Regions from separate parts of the Ovis aries genome. Here region 1 is linked to region 2. The links are chromatin contacts, called in public Hi-C maps. All regions are on one chromosome and are shown on one strand. The core of a region is the stretch at or near the end of the contact, and the rest is flanking DNA. Distances in the headings are between cores, read along the strand shown.

What was found. Hi-C and Micro-C count contacts between places; a contact is called where the count stands out from the background.
Region 1: a contact with region 2 is called in a Hi-C map of blood, with 4 times the contacts expected there. The contact joins the promoter of RAI1 here to the enhancer-like site in region 2. A contact is called at or near these places in 11 of 16 Hi-C or Micro-C datasets (blood, liver, mixed tissues and 4 more).

The regions. Positions count from the first base shown.
Region 1 is chr11:34,499,134-34,504,521 of ARS-UI_Ramb_v3.0, reverse strand. It overlaps RAI1 (retinoic acid induced 1), which reads left to right and starts at 1,879. Exons shown (of 7, transcript XM_042255738.1): 1 at 1,879-2,306.
Region 2 is chr11:34,443,942-34,449,947 of ARS-UI_Ramb_v3.0, reverse strand. The region is part of intron 2 of RAI1 (retinoic acid induced 1); the gene reads left to right. Among named protein-coding and RNA genes, the nearest start is that of TRNAE-CUC, 27 kb to the right of the region's middle. Within about 2 kb of position 4,272, at least 13 of the 54 cell types and tissues checked have an H3K27ac peak or open chromatin away from gene starts, as enhancers often do.

The sequences.
Region 1 (5,388 bases), core at 630-3,129, 57 kb before region 2:
GAGGGGTTCAGGATGGGGAACACATGTACACCCATGGCTGATTCATTTCAATGTATGGCAAAAAACCACTACAATACTGTAAAGTAATTAGCCTCCAATTAAAATAAATAAACTAATTTTAACAAAAAAGAAGAGGCAAGGGATGTTCCTCCTGGAACCTCCAGGGTGCATCCCTTCTGACACCTTGCTTTCAGCCCGTTGATGCTGATTCTGGACTTCTGCCCTCCAGAGCTGTAAAGAATAAACTAGGGTTGTCTTAAGCCACTACATGTGTGGGTCATTTGTCACAGCAGCCCAAGGAAACAGCCACAGAAGGCACCTGGCGCACGACGGGTGCTCTCAGAATGGCAGCGACTAGTGCCCGGACTGCACCATCCCCTCCTCCCCCGGGACACCCCTCTTCTCACCTTCCTCCGAGCTCCCTACTGCCCTGGGTTCTCCCTGGGCAGGTGAGGGCAGGGAGGGCAGGGGCTAGGAGCCCCTGGGTGTACGGAAGCCCTGTCCCCACACCTCCTCCCCTCCCCAGTTTGTGACAGAAAGCACTTCTCACAGAATTCACGGCCTCCAGGCTCCAGGCTTGATGCTCCACACACCTACCTCCTTTAGTCCTCAGGAACCCCAGGAAGTAGGCGCTACTATTGCCTCCATTTTACAGATGAGGAAACTGACACTTAGCAAGTTAACTTGTTTTTTTTTTCCAAACCCTCCCAGCTGGGCGCAGAACAACCAGACTTAGAAATCGGGTCTGTCTCCCCCAGAACCTGTGCTGAAAACTGCAGTGTCCATCGTCTGATCCTGATTCTGTCCGGCTCCTACCCTTGCCCTAGGCAGTGGGTGGCTGAGCTGGTGGGAAGGGCTCTGGGTGCAGGTCTTGCCTGTAACTTAGCTTGAGACCCTGTGCCTCAGCTTCCTGTAAACAAAAGGAGTGGGTCTGCCGTCGGGGCTGCCAGGATCAGATGACAGGACATGCAGACAGGGGGACAGTCTACAGCATAAGGGCACCCTCCCCACCATGTGTTCTTACCTACAGGTGAGGAGGCTGAGTCCCCTGGGAGCCTGAGGCTTTGATGGCCCTCCTTCACCCACAGGACCAGCAGACCCCAGAGGCTGGATGGAGGCTGGAAACTTTCTGCCTGACCTGGGTGAGTGGAGGCCTGGGGCAGGGACTGCCAGGGGGTCTGTAGGGTCACAATAGGTTCACTCACCCATTCATTCAACATCCCTCTGCCCTGGCTCTGCCAATGGCACTAGAATTGCATCCGAATTCCCCACTAGGCTCAGGTAGCCCTGAAGACCCTGGTCCTCCCCAAGGCTCTGACTTCTGCTGCCCACCGCCTGTCCGCCTCCCCACCCCCGCCCCGTCCCACCTGCCTCAGGGCCTTTGCACTTGCTCCTGAGGCTCCACGTGGCGGGCTCCTTCCGCTCACAGCCAGCTAAGCAACCCCTGCCTCTCACTTCGCCGAGTAGCCCTCACTGCTCCCGGGAGCGGCCTTTCTCACGCGTGCTCTGTCTCTGCCCACCAGGACGGCAGGGACCACTTGTCTCTGCTCACTCTGAGCCCTCCGAGGTGCCAGTGAGTGAAGAGAGCTCTGCGCGGCGGCGTCCTAGCTTAGAGGTCGGAACGTTTCCCAGACGGGGAAGAGGACGTCACAGGGAGAGCCGTGGTGAGTGAAGGCGGGGGCCTGGCCCCGGGACCCGGCTGCAGCACGGAGCACCCGAGCGCCGGTGCCAGTCCACGTCCTTCGTCCGAGGTTCCGGCCCCGGCCCCCGCGTCCTTGAGGGCCCCTGGGGTCCCCCCGTCCAAACCCCCGCCCCAGGCCCGCAGCGGGCGCGGGCCGCCAGGGGGCGCTGTCGGGGCGCACGGCCCACCTGGCGCCCGGGCGGTGAGCGAGCGCGGCCAGGCGGCCGGGAACTTTTCTCCTCTCGCTCTCGCCGCCTTCTCCCCCCGCGCACCGCCCGCCGCCCGCTCTTCCTGCGCGGAGGGGACCGCATTTCCCCGCGGCCCTGCGACGCCAGAGGTGCGCGGCCAGGGCCTGGTCCCTGCGCCCTGGGCGCCGCCCCCGCCCGCGGCTGCGCTCGGAAGGCGAGGCGCGGAGCGAGGCGCGGCCGGGCGAGAGCGCGCCGAGCAGGCCGCCTAGTCCGCCGCCCGAGCGCCGGCGCGAGAAGGGGGCGCCGCGGCCCACCCTCCTTCCTGCCTGGCCGCGGGCCGGCCGGGCCGCCGCGCCCCGACCCCTATGGCCGCCTGGACCTCCGGGCCGCGAAGTCGCAGCGCCAGACCCCGGGTCCCCGAGTGAGCGCGCGCCGAGGTGAGCACCGAGGGCCGGGGCGGGGGCGCGGGGGCCGCGGGGAAGTCGCTTTGTGTGCGGGGGGCGCGAGGTCACCGGATGGCAGTCTGAGGAGATGCGGCGGGGTGGGGGCGCCCCGCGCCGCGGGACGAGGGCCGGGGCTGGTGCGAGGCGGGGGCGCGAGGACCGAGGGTCGCGCGTGCGAGGGCTGTGCGCGTGCTTGTCCCCGGGGGTACGCCGAGCGCGGGGTAGGGACCGGGGCATTCGCGCCGCGCCGGGACCGGAGGCGAGCTTTGTGAGGGCGTCCGGGTGGGGGGCGGGGAGCCGACTTCTCTGGGGGACTCTGGGCCTATCGGGGCCCTGGCGTGGGAGCCGGGGCAGCGAGGGCCGTGATGGGGAGGGGCGGCGTGTGAGGCCCTCGGGGGAGCCCCCATCCGTGCCCCGACGCGGGCAGGGGCGCCCGGGCCTGTGCGCAGGCCGCGCGACCGGGCAGGAAGCAGCCCGGGAGGCCGGGGAGCTCCGTCTCGGCCAGGCCCGGGGCGCAGGGGCCTTTCGGGGTGACGTCACGGTGGGGGCTCCGGCCACGCGAGTCCCCTGACGGACGGCGGCGCACCACCGGCCAGGTCCTTGGGCCGGCGCCTGGGAGACAGGAGACCCGGAGGAGGACGCGAGGGCTGGGCTCAAGGCGGCGTCGCCAAGCGCGGCGGGGGCGAGGGGGTGGCAGGACGCGGGGGTGACTTTGGAGCCTTGGTTGCTGGGGGCCGCCCAGGAGGGGCGGAGGGGAAGCGAAACACCACGCAGGCCCGAGGCCGTGGCGGCCCCAGCTTCCTGGGGCGCCCGTTTTCCCAGCGAGCGATTTCCCCTCCTGGGCTCTGGATCGTCCTCAAATCCACGCCCGGGGCCGGAGCGCGGCCCGAGTCGTGCCCTGATCTGGGGAGCCCCCGACGGGGGTGGCGCTGGGGCTCTGGCCCTGAATGAAGACTCTATCCGGAGTAACAATGCGCTTCTGGGGGGCTGGGGGAGGGGAGGCAGCACGCCTGAATGGCGACCCGGGCCTGGGCTTCCCAGGGTTTCCGCAGGCTCTGATCCGGGACCCACGCGGGACCCGCACGGTTCCTTCCACCCGCTCTCCCCCCTGCCATTTGTCTTCCAACGCAGTGGCGTGTGGAGGATTCAAGGGCATTACATCTGGTTGCAATCCAGTTTCATGCCGCTGCTGGGCTGTTAAGACCTCGAGCTGACGTCAAAGCAGGGGAATTACTTCTTTTTATTTTATCTTTTTTTAGTTGTCTGCTGCCCTGGGAAGGGAGGCGGGGTGAGTTAGGCGAGCTCTGATGTGGAGGCGCCAGCGCCCTGGGAGCCTCGGGCTGGGGGCTCTGCTTCTCTGCCCGCACCAGATTCTCCATGCAGACCGACTCTGCCTGGGGTCAGGCCCACCCTGGGTGGGAGCGGCCCTCGCTGCAGACTCAGTGGAGGCCCCTCCCGACTGACCACACGCTGCGTTTCCAGAGGCTTCCCTGGGACGTGGCTTCGCATCTGGAAACTGGAAAGGAATCTTTTAGTTTCCCACCCCGCCCCCCAACAGGAGCATCCAGGAGCGAGTCTTTAGGAGCAGTGGCCTTTTGGGTGACCCGGAGGGAGTGGACACAGACATTGTGGTTTGGGGGAGCCCCTCACAGTCAGAAGCCTTGGTTCCAGGATTGTGTGTCTGCGGGTGATCCAGAGTGGGCTGAGTGTGACCTTTCCAACAGCCAGGCGTCCCGACAGCTTCCTAAACACAAGGAGGTCACCCATTCTGCCACTTTGGACCAGGAGGCCTGTGCAGCAGGGCCTGGGCTGATTCCTCAGACTCTTGGGTCTGGACTGCGGGTTCCAAGCCCTCACTTGTGACCTGCAGTAAGAAACACATTTCAGGTCCCAGCTTCATTCACTCCCACTATGTGTAACTGAAACGAAAGTTGAGTGAAAGAGCTCTTTCCTCTGTTTTGTGTCCTGGTCTGATATTTTCTGTTCTAGTCTGTTTAATTTTTTAATAGCATTCTGTGACCCCTGAATTGATGTCACGATCTGCTAATGGGTCATTCCCAGATTTTGAAAAAACAGGCCTAGAAAATGAGTCTGCTTTCTAGTTACTCAACAAACATGAATTGAGGCCCTGACAGTGTCTCTCTTTTTGAATTACTCAGGTGACACATGAATTTGTTCTCATTGTGAAAAATGCAAATAACCCAGAGGTATAATAGGGTAGAAGTGCCCCCAGTAACCCCAGTTAACACTTTGAATGTGGTTTGCTGTTCATTTGTGCATACACGTCTCACACACAAACACAGAGCTTCCTCTTACCCCGATCTGGACCATGCCTCGTGCTCTTCTCAGCTCCCCTTTCCCTTCCTGGGGTCATGCGGGGGTCATGGGGGGGTGCTCCAGGGCAAGGTGTTGGGTGATTCCTGGCTTTACCACGTATTGAATGGGTTATTTATCTCTGTACCTCAGTGTCCCCATCTGTACAATGAAGCTAATAACAGTTCCAGCCTCACTGGATTATGGTGAAGCTTTAATGAGTCCACGCAACCCCATGAATCTGAGAACAGTGTTTGTCCCAATAAATGCCAGCTGGCCCTGACACCATTATTGTCACCACTGCCTTTCCATGGCCATCTGTGTTTGTACCTCTTGCTTTAATAGTCACATGTGGCTGTGCATGGATGTCTCTCTCCCGGCCCCCAACATGTGGTTCAGCAGGCAGGACCAGGTTGGCAGTGTTCCCATGGGAGAGGCACCTGGGCTTGCGGGCCCACCAGGTATTTCCTAGGGCCCACTATTTCGAAGTCCTGTGCTTAATATTGGAGAAGGCAATGGCACCCCACTCCAGTACTCTTGTGTGGAAAATCCTATGGACAGAGGAGCCTGGTAGGCTGCAGTCCATGGGGTCACTAAGAGTAGGACATGACTGAGCAACTTCCCTTTCACTTTTCACTTTCATGCATTGGAGAAGGAAATGGCAACCCACTCCAGTGTCCTTGCCTGGAGAATCCCAGGGACGGGGGAGCCTGGTGGGCTGCCATCTATGAGGTCGCACAGAGTCGGACACGACTGAAGCGAC
Region 2 (6,006 bases), core at 3,023-5,522:
AAACATCTGTTCCTGCCTCTCCTTTCAGAGCGGGCAGGCAGCAGACCCAGGGCCCAGAGCCCCGCCTGCCCGCACTGGGCTGGGAGTGGGGATTGGGGCCAAGCCCGGAGCCCTGTTCTCTGTCAGACTCCCACCCGCCACTGCCACCTCCAGGGACTCTGGGCCAGGTGCAACCGAGTCCTCCCCTCCGCCCCCCACCAAGATGCCTGAGGCTGTCACTGCCTCCCACCAGGTACAGGGGCTCCTGGGGCAAACACACAGCTGCCCCCGGAGTGCCACGTGTGTTTATTGAGGGACCCCCTCTGCTATTTCTCACACACAGGAGCCGTGTTTTTGAAAGATATGGCTGCCAAACAAGCTGCATTTATTACATAATGATTAATTCATTGCCCCCATTTCTTATTAATCAAAGACATCCATAACTGCCTCCTGAGCTTTGGGTGGGGCGAGATGGCCAGTGGGGCCTCAAGCTGACAGCCTTCTGGCCCAGAGCAGGGCCCTGCTGGATTTGTGTCAGCCTGGCTGTGTTTGGGGTAAATGCACAGCACCCTTGAGGTTTCTAGAAGAAATGGAGACAGCTCGCAGACCCCCACCCGTTGCCTCCCTCGGCTCCTGGGGCCACCTGGGATATTTTATCGCCGCCTCTCCAGCCAGCCCTGAGCTTGGGTTGGCCGCTTGGCACTTGGCCACCGCTGATCGGCAGCGGTCAGGGTGAGGGGGTAGAGTGGACTGGCCCCCCCTCCACGGAAGCCGCCATCAGTGCAGCTTAGTGGGGTGAGTCAGGGCCTGGGCCGAGGTCAGCACTACTCTGTGCAGGGGACTGCCTGGCAGACTGGTCTGAGCGTGGAGGCTGAGAATCCTGGGGTTCTGGGGCACTTGAGAGGCCTGTCCTCTCACCTTCCAGGGCAAGACAGAGGAGGCTGCTGTTGGGCCTGTGCCATTCAACGCTTCTTTCAACTTCTTTGTCTGACACTGACTGAGGGGCCTGGCACCCGCCGGGGAAGACACAGCCTACTGGGGCTGGGGCAGAAGCCAGACAAATCATTGCCATTCTGTGGGGTGTCAGGCCAGGGGATGCCCAAGGAGTGAGGGACCAGCAAAAAGGCTTAAGCCAATACAGGAGGTGTGGTCAGGGAAGGCTTCCTGGAAGAGGTGCTGCTGCAAGAAGTTGGTTGTGTTTTGTTTTGTTTTGTTTTTTTTGCAGGGGGTGGGGAACTTTTAAAATAACAATTGTGTTGGCCAAAAAGTTTACTGAGTGACTGAACTGAACTGAGGGGAAACGAATGAACTTTCTGGCCACCCCAGTGCTTGATGCCGTTTGCTGTCAGGTGCTTTTCACATACGTTGTTGTGTTTAATTTGCACCACCAACAACAACCCTGTGAGGTAAGAAATAGCATCCACATGTTTTCAGTGAGTAAGCCACGGCTTAGAGGGGAAGTTGCTCGGCCAGCTCACTCAGCCAGGTTTAGAACTCCGAGTGGCTCTTAGAAAGATGATAGGAAAGGTGGAAAGGGATGGGAGGTAGCCTGGCACGCTGGCAGAAGAAACAGTGAGTGCAGAAGCATGGCAGAGGAGCAGCTGTGGTGCAGAGGCAGGCTGGGGTCCTGGGAGCCTAGGTGCTGGCAGCAGAGAGCTGGGGAGCCCAGGCGGGTATGTGAGGGTGGGAGGCTCTGGTCGCACCTCCCTGCCTGCCTGGCAGCAAGCACACCTCCCAGACCTGCCGTGTCCTTCCTGCCCCCGATCTCAGGAGACAGCAGCCAGGCTGGCATGGGGCAGTGAGGACGTGCCCGAGACATGAGCCCCCCGGGACCTCCTAGACCTTCCCCTAGACTCTGCTTCCCATCCCCTGTCCAGAAGGAGGCTGAACGGCTGCCAGCATCTGCCCGTCAGCAGAGTTCCCGCTCTCAGCACCAGCTCCCTGAGCTGCCTCCAGGGACGATCTCACCCGCCTCCCTAGAGAGCCAGCACTTCCGCTGCTGCCTGATAGCTCTAGTGGCTGGAGACGCTCCTTGACGTTTAGCCCGTGTGGCAGGAGCCTTAATAGCAGCAGCCCTGGCCCCTTGACCAGCCCTGCCTACCTCCTGAGCCCATGTCCCTGCACTGTGCAGCTGCAGGCAGAGACCTTCCTCCCGCTCTGGGTGATGTTGGGATGAAAGGGCATCCGGGGACATTTCAAGTGGCCTTCTCTCCCCTGAGATCCAGAGATTCCCTGTAAGACCATGTTATTAGCACCATGTCCATTTTAGAGATGAGAAAACTGAGGCTCAGAACTGGGAGATGTTGGGAGTCAAACAACTTTGGCCGCTTCTTTCCCCACCTGGGTTCCTGGAAGTGGATTGTGTTCCTCAGGCAGAAGGGCTCCCACCCCTGCAGCCTCTCCCTTTCGCTCCCCTCTCCTTGAGACCCCATCTCAGGGAAGTCTTTCTGCCCCCAGCTCCCTGCCCTAAGCACTTGCTGAAAACAGCCTTTGTTAACTAGGGAGCTCCACAACAGTGTCCCCAAAGACCCTCATGATATTTACTGAAGAGGAAATGGGTGAGTGGGTTCCCAAGCTAGTCAGCGTGAGACTGGTTGTAGTAACACACAAGCCCAGACATTTCCAGAGCCCAAGAGTTTCTGGTCAGCAGGTGGTGACATGGCCCTGCCTTTCCCTGTGGCCTGGGCTTGGTCCCCCATCTGGATGGGGCACCTCTCCAGCGCTCATATGCCATTGGCTGGAACTCAGTCCTGTGCCCATCGCTCATTGCAAGAGATGCAGTCCAGCTAGGGCTCCAGGAAGAAGACACAGGATTTGTTGACTTCATCAGTGCGGTTTTCACAGTGTTACTATTGACCCTGTTTACACGCTAGGAGGCTGAGGCTCACGTGACCTGTTAGGGCCAGAGCTGGCTCAAGGACCCGCGTTGTCAAGTGCTGCCCTGCCCTGCTTCATCCTAAAGGCCACCTGTCCAAAGGATCTGGCTGACGCTCTCACCCCGAGTCTTGACACACCAGACACGTGGCCATTTAAGGAGGCAGCTGTGTGCAGCCTGGGCTGTAGGTACTGGCTTCCCCTTTTCCTTGTCTTGTGAGGCTTTGTCCTCGCCTGGGGTGGGGGGGGGGGAGCGGGGGACATTTTAGCTGTGCGTGTTTGGACAGCTTCTGCTTGTTCCTGAGTCACCAGCTCTGGGCCCGTGGGGGGGCTCCTGTGCGTGGAGGCTGGAACAGAACCCACCCTTCCACACCGGGGAAGGTGCACACGTGCTACTAACCACTGGCCATCAACTTCAAGGCCTGTCTTCCCCGCCTGTTATGACTTCAAGGGCTTTGCTGGCCTTTCTGCCACTTGGCAGCCACCCCCTGCCTGCCACCCATGCAGAGAAAGGACAGAGGACCCACGAGAATGCTGAGGGAGGGTGTCGGTCAGGGTCCGAGAGGGTCTGTATGGGGGAGAGTTCCTGGGCTTCCTGGAGGAGGTGACATTTGTTCAGGCCTTGAGGGCTAAGGCGGGAGTCTGTCAGGTAGAGCTGGGAAGAGCGTTCCTGGCAGAGGGAACAGCTTATGCAAAGGCTAGCAGAACCCCAGAGCTTGGTCTGCTGCCCAGACCAGTGACCCAGGTCTTTCTAACCTGAGCTGAGGGAGTGTCTTCTGGTCCTGGAAGGAGGAGAAACAGAAGGACAGCAGGAAAGGAAGGAGGGGAAGGAGTGGGCAGCGGCTGAGGGAGCACCTGTCCCGGCCTGTGCTGGCACCTCTCGGCTGGTCCCTCTCCTCCCGGTTCTCAGCTACGCACGCGGGCCTCCTTGCTCTCTGGCCAGCTGGTGACGCTCAGGGCCTTCGGGCCGGCTGCCCCTCTCTTCACCGCCACAGGGCCGATTCCTCCCCCGAGCCTTCCCTCAAGTGTCACCCGTGTAGGACGGCGGGCCCTGACAGTCCCGCTTGCTCCAATCTGTTTTACCCAAAGAGGCGCTTAGTCACCTGGTCTTGTAATTTACTTATGTCTTTGCTCATTGGCTGCCTCCCTTGTGCACTCTCTCCCGATTTTGAGTCTGGCCTATTCAGTGGCGATCTTTAGCCTCTGAACATAGTAGGCGCTCAATAAATGTTGACTTAATGAGCAAATTCAGCCCTGGGCAAAACGTGAAGCTGTGCTGAGCAGGCCGCGGGGGGGGACCCCTACGGGCCCCGGGCTCGCGGGCGCGTCCCCGGCTGCGCGCGGGGCGGCGCGAGGGCGCCGGTAGTCATGGTTACAGCGCCCGGGCCAGTGTGGGTTTCTGGCCTTTTGTGTTCGCACAGGCCTCGCCCCCATGTGGTCGCCACCCCTGATTGGCCGGCATGATGCGGAGGGGCGGGAGTATCCCGGGCCCGGAAGTGGGCGGGGCGGTCTGCCCCTCTGGCGCGCGCGCGGCTGGGATGGGCGTGGCTTCCGGAAAGGCTGCGGAGGTTGGGCGGGTCGGGGGCGTATTGATGGAGGTAGTGAGCGTGGGCCGCGATCCGAACAAAGGCAGCCTCGGCCCGGCTCCGACTCTGGTCGTTTTTTGTCGTCCTAAGGGTCTGGCATTGAGAGGGCCGACTCCTTATCCTGGTCTGTGCACTTGATGGTCCGCTCCGCCGACCTGGCCCCCTTCCTGCCACAGGGCCTTTGCACGTGCGCTGTCTGTTCCAGGACTCTAAGTCATTTTTCCTGGCCAACCCTCACCCCTCCTGGGCAAGCTTTCCACACAGACCACGTGTCTGGTCTGCTTTAGGCCATGTCTCCCGGACGGTTGTACCTTTAATTGTGCATCTCCCTCCCATACCCAGCTGCCATCCAGGCAGGGCCTACATGTGATCTGGCACACAGTAGGTGCTCAGTTTATACTTTTGAATGAATCCATTCATCTGGCTGCCCCCAAGGCCTCCTTGGTAGGCCAAGTGCTGGACACTAGGACTCAAGAGGAGAAACAGACGCCCCTTGACTCCCAGACACAGAAGGGTTTATGTCCAAGGCCAGACTGCCTGGTGAGTGTCTGGCTGGACCCTGGGCTGGAGAAGCCTGGTTTGGTGTGTGTCCGCTGTCAATGGTCCCCTGTTCTGGCCACATGAAGAGCCGTAGGGCTTCCCTGCCTCAAGAGGCAGCGTGGTACAGAAATGGGCTGGTGAGGGTTACTCAGGGGACACCTTGGGGACAGAGACCCTGGGAGGCCTAGGGTCCACTCACTCTGCCCGGAGTGGGGGTGACAGAACTCTGTAGCCTCTGCCCGGGCACTCCCACTGCTCTACACACTGCCGTGAACACTGCTCTGCACACACTGCTATGCTCACATTGCTGTACACAGATCCACCTTTTGGGGTTTGGATGAGGTGTGGACATTGTTCCCCACCAATACCAAAAGAAAAAATACCATGCCCTGCAAAGCCAGTAGTAGCGGAGTATTAAACCAAAGCTTCTGGAGCATTGGTTTGATCCAAACCTTGGAGTTTGTACCTCAACGGATTCCTGGGCTCAGGCCACCCCTAAACCACAGATCTTAAGGGAAGCAGCCCAGAATCTGCCCCCTTTTCAAGCCTGTGTGGTTTTAGTGTTTGAGAAACAGAATGTCAAATATTTGTGTCCCCAGGCTGTCCTGAGACCCCTGTCTCACACTTCATCCCAGACCCTGGGCCCAGTCCAGATCTTAACTACAGGGCTTCTGCACACTATATGAATTGGAAAAAACTCTTGTTCTCCTTAGAAAAATGTGCTTGTACATGCACAGATACACACAATTTGCATTTGATTTCAGGTAGTTCTCACACCTGGGCTGAGTGGTCTGAAAGGCTGGGGAAACCTGTTTGGGAAAGGTCTCCATGCTGGCACTCACTTGAACCTAGGGCCAAAATGTACAGTTGTATAGGTTGTATACTGCACAAGAGTGCCCGACAGAAATCCAGCCTCCATTCCACTGAACAAGATGTGCAGCCTGGCACCTAGAGTGTCTTCTCTTATCTCGTGCATACGTAACATATGGCCTGCCCCCAACTCCTATCCTCGCCCTCCTGCCTCTCA